2 separate regions of the Sus scrofa genome follow, and region 1 is linked to region 2. A link is a contact called in public Hi-C data. All regions are on one chromosome and are shown on one strand. The core of a region is the stretch at or near the end of the contact, and the rest is flanking DNA. Distances in the headings are between cores, read along the strand shown.

Evidence for each region. A called contact is a pair of places that touch in the nucleus more often than the background predicts.
Region 1: a Hi-C map of liver shows a contact between it and region 2, with 5 times the contacts expected there. The contact joins the promoter of GCGR here to the promoter of SLC25A10 in region 2. A contact is called at or near these places in 5 of 47 Hi-C or Micro-C datasets (alveolar macrophages, brain and liver) and 1 of 2 datasets of contacts at active chromatin or transcription factors (skeletal muscle).

The regions. Positions count from the first base shown.
Region 1 is chr12:1,155,687-1,159,681 of Sscrofa11.1, forward strand. GCGR (glucagon receptor) reads right to left here and starts at 1,548. Exons shown (of 14, transcript XM_021066445.1): 1 at 1,321-1,548. LOC110255939 reads left to right here and starts at 2,363. Exons shown (of 8, transcript XR_002336926.1): 1 at 2,363-3,074.
Region 2 is chr12:1,194,911-1,198,938 of Sscrofa11.1, forward strand. It overlaps SLC25A10 (mitochondrial dicarboxylate carrier), which reads right to left and starts at 2,529. Exons shown (of 11, transcript XM_021066468.1): 1 at 2,273-2,529; 2 at 288-407. The coding sequence starts at 2,365.

The DNA of each region.
Region 1 (3,995 bases), core at 298-2,797, 40 kb before region 2:
CCCTGCACGGACCTGGGGGGACCCTGCTTGGACCCGGAGGGACCCAGCCGGCTCCCTGCACCGACCTGGAGGCTGGGTTCCCTCTCCAGCCCCGGACAGCACCCGCCCAGCACTGACAGCCCAGGATTGGGGGGACTCCAGAGGGGCGGCCGGGGCTCAAGGGGACAGAGGGCCAGCTTTCCCCCAGCCCCAGTCCACCCCCTCCCTTCTTTCCCAGCCCCCCTCCCCTGTGGATTCACTCCTCCTGCCCACCCCCACCCCCACCCCTGCTGCCACTGGCTGGGCTCACACACGTTCTGCCCCCTGCTAGGCAGAGCCGCACCACTCCTGGGTGCTGAGAGCCCAGCCCTTTTCTGTGTCCCCTGAGGACGCTCTGGAACTCTGCAACCTGCAGCCGGGGGAGGGGCCCCAGGATGGGTGGATGGCCCAGTGGCTGGAAGAGGTGGGCGCTGGTCAGCCCAGCGCCTCCCAGGAACTGGATGGGTGGGGTTGAGGCCTGGCAGCTTCTGATGGGTATGGGGGAGGGGTGTTTGTGAAACCAGAGCAAGTGGTGGAAGGTCATGGCCCCAGGGCGGGAGCAGGGGCCACAGGCTGTTGACAAACCTTCATTTCTGTGTCTTCCCCCACTCCGTTGGGGCAGGGCAGGCCTGGATGTGGGCCAGAGTGCTGCTCCCCCACCAACCCTCATCCGCCAGCACAGAAAAGCCAAAAAGAGCCCGGGGCCAGGACCTGGGAGGATGCGGGCGCCCAGATCTCAAGGAGTCAGTGGATTCCTGGTGGGGGCAGGAGACCTGTGGCCCAGACCGGGGAGGGGGCGGGGGGCAGGCAGCATAGAATCAGGAGCAGGTGGGGCAGTGACCTGCCCTCTCTGCAGGTCCGAGTGACAGGTGTGGGCCGCTCGGAAGAACGGACCAGGCTGGGTGCTGACGCCCCTCGGCCCCTTGGGGGAAACCTCGCCAGGACACTGCTGGCGCGCTTTGGGGAGCAGGAGGGAGCGGGCTGCCCAGTGCGACCCCTACCCCGCGGCGCCCCTGGGGGTGCCTCTGCGGTTCTGTGTATGCGCTGGGGTAGGGGAACGGGGTGCTAGATGGAGGAGAAGGGAGCGGACAGGGGCAGCAGGACCGAGCGCCCGGCGGCCCCGGGCACCCCGACCCCGTGCCCAGGGGCAGAGGACGGGGAAGCGGCCAGACCCATATCCCTCCCGAACGTGCGGGGCCAGGGTGACGGTCCGAGCCGGAAGGGCGCATCCTGGGGGTGGGAACCGGGTGTCGGATCGGAATGAGGACGGCGACAATCGGGTCCTCGGGGCCGCCCGCTTACTCTTAGAGTCGGCGCCGGCCGGTCCCGCGCTCCCGCCTTCGGCCCGCGGCCGGGAACATGCCCTCGGTGTCCGGCCCAAGGGCTCGCCGCGCGCGGCTCCGGTCGCTCAGCGCCCCCCGCCGTCCTCCGCGCGCTCGGCCGGGGGCTGGCGGCCGCCCGTCTCCGCGGCGCTGCCGGATCAGGGTCGGCGCCAGCTCCGCGCCCGCGCCCCGCGCCAGCAGCGCGCAAACTTTCCGGCGGCGACGCTGGGCCGCCGCGGAGGGGGCGGGGGCGGGGCGGGGGCGGCCCCGGGGCGCGGGGCGGGGTGGGGGGGAGCGGCGCCCCGGAGCCGCTGCCCGCGCCCCCGCGCCCGCTCCTGCCTCGCAGCCTCCTTCCCGCCCGGCCGGCCCCCCGGCCCCGCAACCCAGAGCTCGCTCGGCAGCTCTCCCCGGGGGACCCCGGACGGCGCACTGCAGCTCCCGGCGGGGACTGGAGCCCTGGATGGACAGGTGGGGGGGACAGGTGAGGGGGGCAGGGTGGGGGCTGTGCCTCGGCGCGCCTTCGTCTCGCTCCCTCCGCCTTCTCTGGGCCCCGCGCCGCTTCTTTCCCCGGTGCTGCACTGAATCCTGGAAGGACTGATTCCCTACTTAACCCCGCACCGTGGCTCCTGGGTGACCCGTCCACCGCGTCCAGAGCAGGCTGGACTGGAGTGGGGAGCCCAGGCCAGGCAGGGAGGGCGGCCCCTGGGCTGCCCCTTTAAGCCCAGGTGTCCCGCGTCGTCTCCCTTGAGCCCCCTCCAGCATCGTTCATCCGGCACCCCGCAGAGCCCGACCCCCTACCACCTCCACTGCAGGTCGTGCTGCAAGGGGGGCGCCCTGCTCCTTCCACTCCCGCTCCTTCCCAGACTCCTGCCCCCAGACCCATCCTCGCGAGCCCTCCTCTGCCCACCTCCCCTCATGCCCGAAGCCAGCATCTCAACCGCTGCTTGAGGACCAAGGCCCTTGCACTTCCTCTCCTGCCACCCCTACCCCCCCCCCACGTCTCTTGCTCAGCCTCCAGTGACCTCAGGGTCACCAGACTCCGTGGATACTTGGGGGCCTCATCTTTTCTGGCCTTTCAATATCCGGCGACTTTTTTCTGGAAAGTTCTCCCATGGCTGTGGCTTCCAGGCTGGCACTCCCACTCCTCTGTGCACTGCCCTCTGCTTTCCCTTGAAGAGTCCCCAGGGTTCCACGCGGGTCTCCTGGTGTGCCCCGGCCACGTGCCCAGGGCCCCAGCGGAGCCCCAGCCCCTCAAGCCCCTCCCATCTCTCGGATGCACTTCTTCTGCCCACGCGCCTGCTGGACACCTGGTCCTAAGGTCGCCAGTCCATCACCAGACCCCGACTCTCCCTCTGGGCCACCCTTCCGCCGTCAACCACGGTCCGGCCGCCGTCACGCTGGAATGTCCTCCCTACCCGCCTGTTGGATGCTGACCTTTGTCTTTGGGGCCCTTCTCCCGGCTCTACTTCTGTTTCAGGGGACCTTGGAACCCGTCCAGGGCTCCCCCACCCTCCAGCCCCCAGAGCAGAGGGTGGTCCTGTGCCCTGAGACGCCCTCTGGCAGCTGCCGCTTAGTAACTTGACCTCCGCGTTCCTGCCCTGCTGCTGTCTGAAGGCTCAGGAGGCGGGCAGTCCTGGGGATGCCCTCGAGACCCTCATTCTTACGTGCCCACCTGAAACCCTGCCCCCACAGCTGCTTATCTGTTGTGGTTCAGGCACCGGCCAGAAGGCAAAGGTCAGAGGCAAAGGTCAGAGCGTCTGGCTCTGCTTGCACAGGTGCTGGGGGTGGGGGTAGCTTTCTGACACTGGTGCCCAGGGACCCTCGTCCTCCACCCTCCTCTCCCCTCCCCTCGCACCCTTCTTTTGTTTGTTTGTTTGTTTTTTGTCTTCTTAGGATCATGCCTGTGGCATATGGAGGTTCCCAGGCTAGGGGTCTAATCGGAGTGGTAGCCTCCGGCCTACGCCACAGCCACAGCAGTGCGGGATCTGAGCCTCGTCTGCGACCTACACCACAGCTCACAGCAACCCCAGATCCTTAACCCACTGAGCAAGGGCAGGGATCGAACCCAAAACCTCATGGTTCCCAGTCGGATTCGTTCACCACTGCGCCACGACGGAACTCCTCTCCTCGCGCCCTTCTTCCAGCTCGCCTCCCACCTCTCTAGGGCAGGGCACCCGAGTGGGCAGCACAGATCTGGGTAGGTGCCCCCTACTCTCTCCCCAAGCTTGTGACCTTGGGATCTTGCTGTGATCTTGGCCAGCTTCAGCCTGTGGGGGGGGAATGGGCCTGCTCTGGGTGGCTGGAGAAGAAGCCCCAGGTTCTCGCTGGAAGGCGGGGCAGATCTGAGCCGCTGGGAAGCTCCTCCCGGCTGTGTGATCTTCAGGGAGGCCCTTCCCTCTCTGGACCTTTGCTGAGGCTGTTCCAGCAGTTGGGGAAGCGCTAGATGGCCTGCGCTGGGCTCCAGCAGGAAGACATGGGAAGGGGTAAATATGAAATGCGGGGAGGCGGGCCCACGAAGTGTGGACATAGCGGGGAGCAGAGGGGGAGGGGGAGGAGACAGATGGGCGGGGGGGCTTCTCCCTGGGCTGGGCCGCCTCTGTGTACGTAACTGTAACTGAATTCACAAGACCTAAAAATGCCTCAGCCAGGAATGAA
Region 2 (4,028 bases), core at 1,279-3,778:
GTCCCCATTTGTAAGGGGCGGTGGTCCCAGGCTGGCCCTCCCGTGTGAAGCAGCAGCCCCGCCAGGCCACGCCACGCCCTGCACCCTCCCTGGGGTCTGCTAGCTCCCTGCGCCTTGCGGCCCCTCCTTAAAAGCCGCCTCGAAAGGCGAGAGTCGGTTCTGTGCCCACCGGGCACCCGCAGTGGGTGGGGTGGGGTGGGCAGGGCAGGGCAGTGACCCCAGGGATCCCCAGCTGATGAGTCCCAGCGCCCACGACCCCGGTAGGTGGGGAGCCCCCCCAGAGGCACCTGTCTGCATAGGGAGGCGCTCAGGCCGTTGTAGAGCGCCAGCAGGCCGTCGGAGCGCACCACCCGCAGCGCCATGCCCGTCATGCGCAGCCTCACCTCCTGCTGCGTCTGCAGGTGCACCTGTGGGGAAGGGGGCGCACCTGCTCAGAGCAGCACCCCACCGAGAGCCCGCCTGGCCCAGCTCTGCGCTAAGTGCCCTTACACCCTCACACCGAGCCTGTGGGCCAAGGGCCACCGGTGGCCCCGCTGAGACAGCAAACAGGCTCCTGCGGACTCTGTGCCCAGGCCTGGCACCAACCTTTCCAGGCTACCGTCTCACAAGAGACAACGTGAGCTCAGTCCCACCTGCCCTGGGACCTTTAGCTGAGGATGCAGGCGACTGCCGAGCCCTCTCTGTAGCCATGCCCCCCTCTCGAGAGGGACAGAGTGACGGGGACACCGAGACGACCTGAGGAGACATGGAGAGCGGGGGCGCAGAGGGGAAAGGGCGCCGGGGAGCTGGTGCCTGCACACGGCGCTCTCCCGACCAGCCGTGCCTGGGCAGGCTCCTGACTCTGCTGCTTCCACTCCTCAGGGCAGGGGGCAGGGTGGCCACCCGGGCAGCAGCCCCGTCCAGGCAGGAGGCCACTGTGAGCCAAGACGGTGAGCAAAGGGCAAGACCAAACAGCTTTAAAATTCTTGCTCCAAAGACATTGCTGAGAAGCAAAAACACTGGCCAGGCCTCCCCAGAGGCCTCTGTGGCTGCCGGATGCACCCCCGCACGAGCCACGTGCTCCCCAGGCCAGAGGCCGGGACATTCCTGTGGCCACTTAGGCCACCCACTGCCCGGCAGGCCATGGTCCGCCACACAACAGCACCTGGGGGTGGGGCAAAAGGCAGTGACCCTCAAAGGACCCCGGGACAATGGACGAGGGACTCTAGGCTGGCCGGGAGCCAGGCAGACAGTGAGCGTGACCCTCCGGGGGGCCCTGACCTTCCAGGGCGGGGGCCCAGAGACCCGGCCGGCATCTTTCAGAAAGTACAACAAAACCAGCCCTAAACCACCTCTGCCCAAGGGCCCCGCCAGACCGCTTCACAAGCCGGGGGCCACCAGGAGCCGCACGGGCTCGCCCAGGCGAGCCAGGTCTCGGATGCCAAGGGACTCCCAGCTGCAGCGCAGCCCCCAACATCTGCTAATCCTGCCTCTCCTGGTGGCAAGCCTGAAACTTAAGGGATGGCACTGCGTCAGCCCAGGACACAGGTGCCGTTCCTTCCAGAGGGCCAGCGTGGAGCACAGGCTGCTCTGGGGGGGGACAGGCAGGGGGTGGCCAAGTGGCTGCCCTGGCCCAGAGGCTCCACAAGCCCACAGCCCAGGCTCCCTGGAGCTGGGTCCCGCGACCAAAATATGCTTTGAGCCTCTGGCCCGACTCTTGCTGCTTGTGCCGAGAAAGGGGCAAAAGGCAACCCTCCCGCGGCTGGCCTGCCCTCCGAGACGACGAGGCTCTGTCTTCCTCTTAAAATGCCCCATGAGCATTTTCCACAAAGACAGCAAAGGAGGAACTGCTGGGGGAACTGCTGGCCCTCATCAGGCGGGACCTGCACCCAGGTGGGACCGAGGCTTTCAGGTGCTCACCCACCCCCGGGAGGAAGCGGCCCAGCGCCGGGGGGTCAGCCCACGCCCCTCCTCGCCGCCCTCCGTGTGTGCGCGGGACCCCTAGGCAGAGGAGGCGCGAGCTCCTGGGGCGGCGGGGGGGGGGGGGCGGGCGCGTGCGGCGCCTGGGCACGACCCTAAGTGCCCGCAGCTGCGCTCCCAGGGAACCGCCCCCTCAACGCGTCGCTCAGCGGAACGAAGCCTCCAGAGTACTGGGGGAGGGGGGCCAGAGAGGCCAAGGGACTAGCCCAAGGTCACCAGGTAGCACAGCGGGGGCCCCGGGGCACCTCCGCCGGGCGTTTCACGCAGGGCCTCCCGGAGCGACGGCCCGGCCCTCCGCCCTCGCCGCGCTCACCTTGAGCAGGTCCAGTGGGTGCGTGCAGCAGGCGGCGCCGCAAGACGCCAGTCCTCCGAAGTACCAGCGCGACACGCGCGCCTCGGCCGCCATGGCCCGAACGCCCCCGCCGCCGCGGCCGCCGCGGAGTGCAGACGTTCGGCCCGGACCCCGGCGCGAGAAGCCCGGACGCCGCCTCGCCCCCGCTCCGCCCCGGACGGACTCGACCCGGCCCGGCCCAGCCCGCTCCGCGCAGCCGCCCGCCGCCCGTTTAAAGCACAGCCGACCGCCCGCCCCCGGCGCAGCCAATGCGCCCGCGCGGCCGGGGGGCGGGAGCCGGGGGGCGGGGCCAGGGACACCCCGCCCCGAGACGGGGGCGGGCCCCGCGCCTTAAAGCGGCCGCGGCCCGGCAGGCCGGACGGGGCGGGGGGCCTCGCAGGGCCTCCGCGGGGCGCGGGGGCCGCGCGGACTGCAGGAAGCCTGCGGATGAGCCTGCCCCGCTCGCTCCAGGATCCTGCGTCCGGCCCCAATCTACTCCCGCAGCCCGCGGGCCACCCCGGCGCCTAGGGCACGTCGGCGAAGGTCAAGGCCTGAGTGGCCCGGGCGCTCGGCCTGCCCCCACCCCTCCGGGGGGCCGGCCTCCAGCAAGCGCCCCGCCCCTGAACTTGCACCTGGTGATCTCGCCGCAGCCCGGCAGGCCCCGGGGGTCCGCCCCGGGATACGCGGAACTGCTGGAGGCAGGAAATCTCCTACAGACAGCACGAGAACAGGGGCGGGGGCGAAGGCGGCGCCGAGACTGGCCGCCGAGCCCCCCGCCCTCCCGGAACTCGCAGCCAAGTCCAGCCTCGGGCCCGCTCTGACGAGACGGCCCCAGGCAGCCACCCTGAGGCGGCCCGGGCTGCGGGGAGGTGGCTGTCAGCAACCTGCCTGTCGGCTCCCGGCCCCTGCCGAAGCCGCGCACCCCCAGCAAGCCGGCAGTGCAGGTGTGCTGCCGGCCCAAAGGCACACCTGCCGGGCCGTGGAACCCAGGGCCACCGGAGGGCGGGGCCGCACGGATCGCTGAAGAAGCGGAACTGGAGCGCCCCGCTCCAGGCCAGGACCTGCGTCCTGCAGGACGAACTCGGCCACTGCAGCCTTCACCCCAACGGAGAAGGGGAGGGGACCGGGGAAACAACTGGTCCCCTGGGCCGACGCGCCAAGTCCAGCCTGGCCCCTGAGCACCCAGGGGTCTCTAAGTGTCGTTGGCAGACCCCACCTTCCCTCTAAGGCAGCCCCTAGATCCTACAGAGACAAGCCCAGGACTCTGACCCCTAAGGTCATCAGCTGGGGGCGTGAATAGAGGCTGCTGAGATTTCCAGCCCAGAAAGGCCAGGGCGGGGCTAGGGGCAGTCAGCCAGGCCCGTGGGTGCTTAGGGAAAGGACAGCGGGAGCGAGAAAAAGGGCCCACAGCAGTCTGGGGCTGAAGGGAGAGGGTGGGAGACCTGCACCGAAGCACCACGAGGAAATGTAAAATGTCCCCAAACAGCTCAACACACCCAGATAGCAGAGCCAACAAACTCAACTGTTAGGGTGTGGGAGGGGTGGCCTCCGAGCCCGCGGCCGGCACACCCCCTGCTTCCCACTGTCAGGTTCAGTCTGCGAGCAGGGCGGCTCCTGACCACAGAGCAAAGCGGCGAAGTGGAGGGGACTGCAGCCTTGAGCCCTGGGGTCTCCGCGACTGCCCAGAAGGCAGGGGTCCAGGCCAGGATGCCAGGGCTGGCTTCTCACAGAAGGAACC